Linked DNA regions of Zea mays: region 2 is linked to region 1. A link is a contact called in public Hi-C data. All regions are on one chromosome and are shown on one strand. The core of a region is the stretch at or near the end of the contact, and the rest is flanking DNA. Distances in the headings are between cores, read along the strand shown.

What was found. Hi-C and Micro-C count contacts between places; a contact is called where the count stands out from the background.
Region 2: a contact with region 1 is called in a Hi-C map of leaf, with 4 times the contacts expected there. The contact joins the promoter of LOC103627983 here to the promoter of LOC100280423 in region 1. A contact is called at or near these places in 2 of 25 Hi-C or Micro-C datasets (leaf and tassel).

The regions. Positions count from the first base shown.
Region 1 is chr5:7,738,499-7,742,255 of Zm-B73-REFERENCE-NAM-5.0, forward strand. It overlaps LOC100280423, which reads right to left and starts at 2,180. Exons shown (of 21, transcript NM_001361078.1): 1 at 2,043-2,180.
Region 2 is chr5:8,093,639-8,097,395 of Zm-B73-REFERENCE-NAM-5.0, forward strand. LOC103627983 (serine/threonine-protein kinase STY13) reads right to left here and starts at 2,058. Exons shown (of 5, transcript XM_008648278.4): 1 at 1,601-2,058; 2 at 1,165-1,277; 3 at 844-1,076; 4 at 403-709; 5 at 1-316. The coding sequence starts at 1,970. The coding sequence ends at 101.

The DNA of each region.
Region 1 (3,757 bases), core at 930-3,429:
TCCAATAAAACCCGAGCCCGAGCATACTATCTGTTGTTGTACCGCATACCTTGTTGGGCGCCGGGAATACCTTCGGCTTTGGCGGCGGCGGCTGGTCGAGGGCAGCGTCACAGGCTGGCGGTAGGTCGGGGCCGCGCCGCCACGGGGTGGGGTGTCTCCTGGCAGCTGGCGCCTGCTGGAAATGGCCACAGCGTCGGGAATGGGGCAGGGCGGGTGCGCCGCGCGCCGAGAAGCTGGAAAGGGGTCGTGGCGGGGCTCCACGGCGCCGGGAAGAGAGCGGAGGCAGGATGCCGGCGGCGCGCGCTGCGTTTGGATTTTGGAAGAAGGGAGCGACGACGTGGGTGTAGAGAAATGAGTGAGAAGGCATCGGGCACTTGCAGGCTGCAACAGGAAGGGAGCGTAGGCGTCTGGCGCTTGAAGGCTGGAGGCCCATGTAAGGCTTGTTCGTCCGTTAATGCACGTGGATTGGGCGGTAATGAGGCGGTTTAAATTCATACTAAGACCATGTTTGGAAGCACCCAGTTTTTAAGAAACAGGTTTATAGAAATTGAGGTAGTTCCAAACATACCAATTTATGACTTAGTTTATAGAAATTAGATTCTCAGTTTCTTAAAAACTAAGAAGCTGGCCTCTTCTAGCTAAAAGATAAAAATTGGTTTCTTAAAAACTGGGTTACTTCCAAACAGTGTATAAGTTAAAATTCATCTCAATTCATTCCAATGCACTTTATAGAATTGGAATAACCGAACAAGGCCTAAATGTGTTTTGGCCCTTCAAAACTTTACTTTTCTTATAATTAGCACAGTAACCTTGTTTAGGATAGCTTTACTCCAAAAATTACAGGTTCAGTTTTCCGGTTTCACCACAAAACAACATCAACATATTGTTAATGTGGATTACAGAAGTGTTTGCCTTGCACATAGACTCTAGCTTCTGTAATACAATTAATTTGTGTGAGTTCCCTCAATTATCCTTATGATTAGTGGCCTGTGATGAGCGGGGAGAGACGTGTATCGGTAGGTTGTATAACCGATGGCATGGTAGGTAATTTTCGTGCAACTTCATAAGAACGTATGAAATAGTGTTTTTGAAGCAACCTTTGAGGAGCTTCAAAAAATTTCATAAAATTGGTCTCTAGTTTAAGTTTTTAAAAGCTAGAGCTCGTGGAGCCCAGCCTGTTTGAAACGAAGAAGCTAGAATGAACCTGAAATTCTTAAAGTGGAGCCCTCCCAAACATAGCCTAAGGGAGTGTTTGAAAGCAAAGTATTTTTAGAATTTTGAAGTAAAACCATGATAGTGAATAATGACTATAGTATCATGGTTTTACTTCAAAATTCTAAAAATACTTTGCTTTCAAACACTCCCTTAGGCTATGTTTGGGAGGGCTCCACTTTAAGAATTTAAGGTCCATTCTAGCTTCTTCGTTTCAAACAGGTTGGGCTCCACGAGCTCTAGCTTTTAAAAACTGAAACTAGAGACCAATTTTATGAAAAAATTTGAAGCTCCTCAAAGGTTGCTTCAAAAACACTATTTTCATGCGTTCTTATGAAGTTGCACGAAAATTAACTACCATGCCATCCAATGTTTTCAGATCGGCTGATCGCCAGAGGGGCGATCAGCCGACTAATCATGATTAGTCGACGACCAGCCCGATTAACCGGGCTCTGATCGGTCAATCAGACATCCTGATCGTCCAGGGCTATAGGAACCGATCAACCTTCATACATATAACTACACGCCCATGGACATGGCTTCAGGTTCAGGCTTTCAACAAGGCAAACAGCCATACGTGATACGCCCATGGACATGGGCAGCAACAGGCCAACAGCCATAGTGCCATACTACAACATGAAGCAAATAATCACTGGAAGGTTTCAGGCTTTCAGCATCTAAGTAAAACTGAAAACCAACAAACATGGACATGGGCAGCAACAGGCCAACAGGCAACAGCCATACGCCCATACCTACAGGACAGGCTACAACAAAGCACACCAGAAAACAGGGAAGCTCTGAATCTGGATTCTGGAGACTGGAGACAGTACCTGCAGGCCGGCTGCTGGCGCCGCCGCGCCGGGGATGGAGGAGGGGACGATGCCGCCGTATCCCCTGTCACCGGTAGCGCGCCGCCGTCACCTGCACAGTGTTCCGCTAGGTTTCCTCCCTCCGCAGCTGGTTGCCTGGTTCTAGTCGTGTGTGCCTGGGCTGTTGCTCTGTTGGCTCTTGGAGTCTTGGTTGTGCAGCTTCTGCTCACGTGGTGGGAATTGGGAAAAAGAAGCTGGGCTGGGCCGCTGGGCAAGTGAAGTGGGCAACTGGGCCGAAATTTCAATCCAGCCAGCCAGGCTGACCGTTCCTAAACTAATCGGAGGATTAGTCGCGATTGATCGCCAACTATCGGACGGTCAGCTGATCGCCCCGACCGCGTCGTTACCTTCATCGGCTCCAGAGCTACGATCAGTCGATTAACCGCCGATTAATCGCGACTAATCCGACGTTCTGAAAACACTGATGCCATAGAGCTGGTTTTTGTTATTTTCGTACTACACGGGGACGTTCTGGTTGAAACGACAAAGTTTCCAGTTTATATCCTTCGAATTCAGAGATTTTTGTGTTTGGGAGATGGGTATGTGTTTGTAAGATATGACCCACACGAAATTTTCTGCATGTAACTGTAAAACGCTGCTTGGATCAACGTTGTTGCCTGTTTGGATAGCTGGTATCCACATGCTTCACTGTTTACGTTCTTCACTATCTCAACTCAATCCGTGAAGTCAAATACTGGAGCTGGTGCACCTCCAGGCTCCAGTCCCATCAATTTAACTGTGAAGTGTGAACCACGGAAAACAGACATAAGGGACATATTTGTCACCTCTGCAGTTTCACAAAAAATAATTAGGGGTGGTAATACATCGCGGTACAAATAATTCTTCACAAAATGATAGGGTCCTAAATAAACTTCAATTTAAAAAATAAATAGAAATAGGAACTGATCCTAATCTGAACTTTAAATCTTATAGTGTACAATTTAGAGCTCATTGTCACCCATATACGCTCTGCGATGGTCGCTTCTCCCCGTAATTAGATAAGAGAAAAGAATCATCGCTTCCATTTTTTATCTTTCAATCCTAAGTAACTGCTACGTCTACCCAAGAAAACCAACTCCTCTTTTATATTAGTAGTCTAGGTAACCGCTTTCCCAGGCCACCCAAGCCTTTGAATCTTACAATCAATCATCGTCGCCTCCATCATCGGCATCCATACCATCATCGTCGTCGTCCCCTACGTCTGCATGGTCGGCGGCATCATCGACATTCATGGTCTCTTGCCTTACAACTTCTTGGTTGATCTCTTCTAGCACTCGAGCATTCGGCTCTGGCAGACGATGCCTTTCCACCTTCATAGTCTTCGGGTTACCCTCTGCAAAGAATGCGGTGAATGGCTTGGGGACCTGCAAAACGTGCGTAGTTTGGACTCATCCAGATGTTTTACGCTTTCATGCTAAGGAAACAATAATAGCAGCAGTCACAAACACACCTTGAATAAGCAGTTTCGCTCCTTGGCACTCTCAACAAGGATGTTCCAGTGTTTATCTTGCTTCAATGTTGAAGCAGAACCTACAACCTGTGGCATGCAGATTATTATTTAGATTTATAACTAAGCACATTGAGTTTTCCTAAGTATAGTTTTTTAAAAAAACTTTGCGCATCAACTAAAATTTTATATACACCAACAACAAAAGATTGGCATTACTCACTCACAC
Region 2 (3,757 bases), core at 808-3,307, 360 kb after region 1:
CGAGTTGAGGCATGCATGGCCGGCCATGCATACTTAGGTGTAGCTTATTATTAACTTAACTGATGTCTGAGCTGACGAGCTAGAGAGCTAGGCTAGGCCGCTAGGCGACGCTGCGGTTGAAGCCGAAGCAGGTGCACCCCTGCGAGACGTCGTCGACGGGCGTCATGCCGCCCTTGCCGCTGCCGGTGTCGATCTTCTCCAGCAGCGCCACCACCTCCGACATCTCCGGCCGATTGTCTGGGTTCCCGTCCCAGCACCGCGTCATGATGTCCGCCATCGGCCGAGGGCAGCACCTCGGAATGTCCGGCCGGATGCCCTGCAGCAGGCAACGTATGGACGATCAGAGCTCATAGCTCAGTGGAGATGACGATGCATGCGGACCGATAGAGCAAACTAGCGCACCAGCTTGACGACGTGGTAGGAGATGTCGGCGAGGCTGTAGTTGGGGTAGGCCATGGCGCAGCAGTAGGTCTCCCACAGCAGGATGCCGAAGCTGTACACGTCGCACTTGTGGTCGTACGGCTTCCCCTGCAGCACCTCCGGCGCCATGTAGCCCAGCGTGCCCGTCTGCCCCGTCACCTCGCAGCTCTGCGCCTCCACGCGCGCCACGCCGAAGTCGGCGATCTTCAGCGTCCGCTTACGGTCCAGCAGCATGTTCTCCGCCTTCACGTCGCGGTGCATGATCTTCTTCGAGTGCAGGTAGTTCAGCCTGCAATTGCATGCATGCATGATCCCGTCGCGACCCGCGCGCGCCATGCCGCCATCAGCGACCATATATATACTGGTGCGTGAAGCGCTACTACATACATGATACATCAACTCATTCATGACGTACTCACTCACCCTCTGGCGAGATCTAGCGCGAGCCGGACGACCTTCCTGTAGGAAAGCTTCTTGTCCCGGTGGTTGTACAGCAGCGTCTTCAGCGTGCCGCCGTGCTGGAACTCTACCACGACGACGCAGCACTCGTTCGGCGCAGTGCGACCGCCGCAAGAGGAGGAGGAGGAGGAGGTCGACGTCGACCCCTGCTTCCTGGGGATCTTCAGCTGGGACGTCCCCATCGACGCGCCCACGAACTGCGCGAACATATGCCGTCAAGTTTCTGGGATTCGTCAGACGTGAGTGAACTCGACGATGGCCGTGAATGAATTTTGCTTACGTAACCTTAGTGACGTTGGGGTGGTCAAGCTTCTGCCAGACGGCGACCTCCTTCTCGAAGGCCTCGCGGTGCTTCGCCGCCGTGTCCTGCCCATCATGCCCCCAGTCCAGAACCTTCACTGCATCCAAATACAATGTGTTCGAAATTTTTAGCCGAAATAAGGCTTTCCAGTTTCCATCAGCCTCCACGCCGATAATATATTTCGGATTTTCTATCGGTGAAAAATTAAACCGTACGTGTTTTGGATTTTTTTTAACCGGTGAAAATTTAAACCGTGGCAGCGGCAGCACATCGTCCGGGCGAGCGGTGTTGTATATATATATGGCTGATAGAGCAAGCATGTTCAGCGGCGTCGCTTAATTTGTTTCCACATATAAGCAGGAGCGGCGAAATTAAAAAGGAGCGCATTTTACGCCCGCACATGTGTGAACGCGGACGTACCTGCGACGTCGTGGCCGTCGTAGGTGCCGCGGTACACGACGCCGAAGGTGCCATGCGCGATCTGGTTCTGGATGTCGAGCTTGCCGAGGAGGTCGATCTCCCACCCGAGCAGCGGCGTCTCCGGCCGCGGCGACGCCGCCGACCGCTGGTGGTCCAGCCACACCTGCGACCGCGTCTTCTCCAGCTGCACGTCCAGGGTCTTGAGGTCGATCTTGTCCGCCCGCACGTACATCTCGTTGCCGTCGGCCCCCGCCCTCACGAACGCCCCGGCGCCGTTGCCATTGCCGGCTCTGCTGCTGCTCCCGAGGCTGCGGCTGCGGCCGCGAGCAGCGCCGCCGCCGCCGCCGATGGAGGCCCCGGCGTGGGACATGGCTGTGTAAACAAAGCTAGCTAGGTGAGAATGAAATACATGATCAGATCGGTCCTAATAGATCGAAACGGCTAGGTGAAGTGAAATGCATGCATGGTCAGATCGATCCGAATAGAAGAATGCAATGCATGCATTAGGGTTTGGATTCGCGCGGCAGGAAGCGGGGGAAGGGAATGTGCGGGCATATATGTACCTGGGGTGGATGCTCGTCGCCGACGAGGCGCTCCGACGAAGGCCTAGCTGGCCACGGGCGGCGCCGCTCGCCCTGACGTGTGGCCGCCAGAAAAGAGAGTCCGAGGGAGAGAGAGAAGGGAGGCCACGAGGGAGAAGGGAAGCCACGAGGGTGAAGGCGTGGAGCGGTACGCCGAGTCGCCGAGCGATGCGCGCGCTCCGGAAACTCCGGATGGATGATCTTTTCTTTTTTTTCCTTCATCCACAAAATGGCACGAAAGTGATCATAATCCCGAGCAATACTAATATTCGGCCCTCTTTTCTCGCGTGAAATAATTATCCACTCAGTAGCGTACTCTCCTAGCCTGAATCGCCTCCTCTATAATGAACCGAAGACGAAACCGATCTTGCATTGGACGCTGCAGCATCGCACCTACCACACTGCAGTCTGAAATCGGTCTCCACGATCGCTAGCCCATTCCGCTCTTCAGCAGCAATGTAGAGGCCTCCATAATAATAATCTGATCAATTTTTGTCGGCCAAAAAACCCATGAAATTAGCCTAACTAATTTCTATCCGTATCGAACGGCTGATGGAAATTAGCTAGGGTTGATGATAGCGGACGAAAATTAGGGTCACTAATATACTAAAGAGTGTGTTTGGTTCAGCTTTCTAAACTAGATTGTTTCTAAAAAATTCAGAATACCAACCAAACGAATACAATAGCAAAATAGATTTCTAAAAATCTTCATATTATTTCTCTAGTTCAATTTAGAATCACCTTCTACCCTAAATTTTCGAGATTCCTGTCATTCATGTTACAAGTTGTAATTCCTTTATAAAAGTCTATAGTTGATAATTGTTTTAATCAAGTAATTTTCTGTTTTTCTATAATTATCAGCTCACAACAATTTTCTCACCGCAATAATCTACAATTCAACAGTACATACTACCCTAAATATGTTGATGGAAATGAATGGGCTGACCATAATGAAGCAGTTCTATAAGTCTAGGGAGAGGATAAAACATACAAAGGTGTATGATCACATGAATAAATGCATGGAAACAATCCACATGCATGTTGGCTTGCTAAAAACTACCAAACAATTAAAAAAGAACAAAGAAAATGAGGAAGAAGTTGCCGAGAAGAAATTAAGATGGTGATGACAAGTAGTTTTTTTATGAACATAGTTGTTTTAAAGTTTTTCACATTTTATTTACTTTGATTAATTTACGGGCTATATATTCTTTAAGCTTTTTGAAATTTATGTACTTTATTTGAATTATGATTTTTCCTTAATTATGTGCTCTATGATAGTAAAACATCATGTTTTGTTTTAAATGAGGATCTATAAAAGAAAAATTGATGTAATGGTGAGGTGATTGTAGGCTAATATTAAAGGTTGTGCTCTAAAATATTGTGATAGATAAATACTGACAACGGTCGATAAATTAGACACCATTCAATGGCACGACATATTATGTCTTCTTGAATCCATAGTTCGATGGCACACCATATCATATCTTATACGATCCAAATGGGATGTGCTTGTTGTGATGTGGGATACGAGTCTATTTGGTTCAACTATATATATATTTTTACGAATCTAATTTCA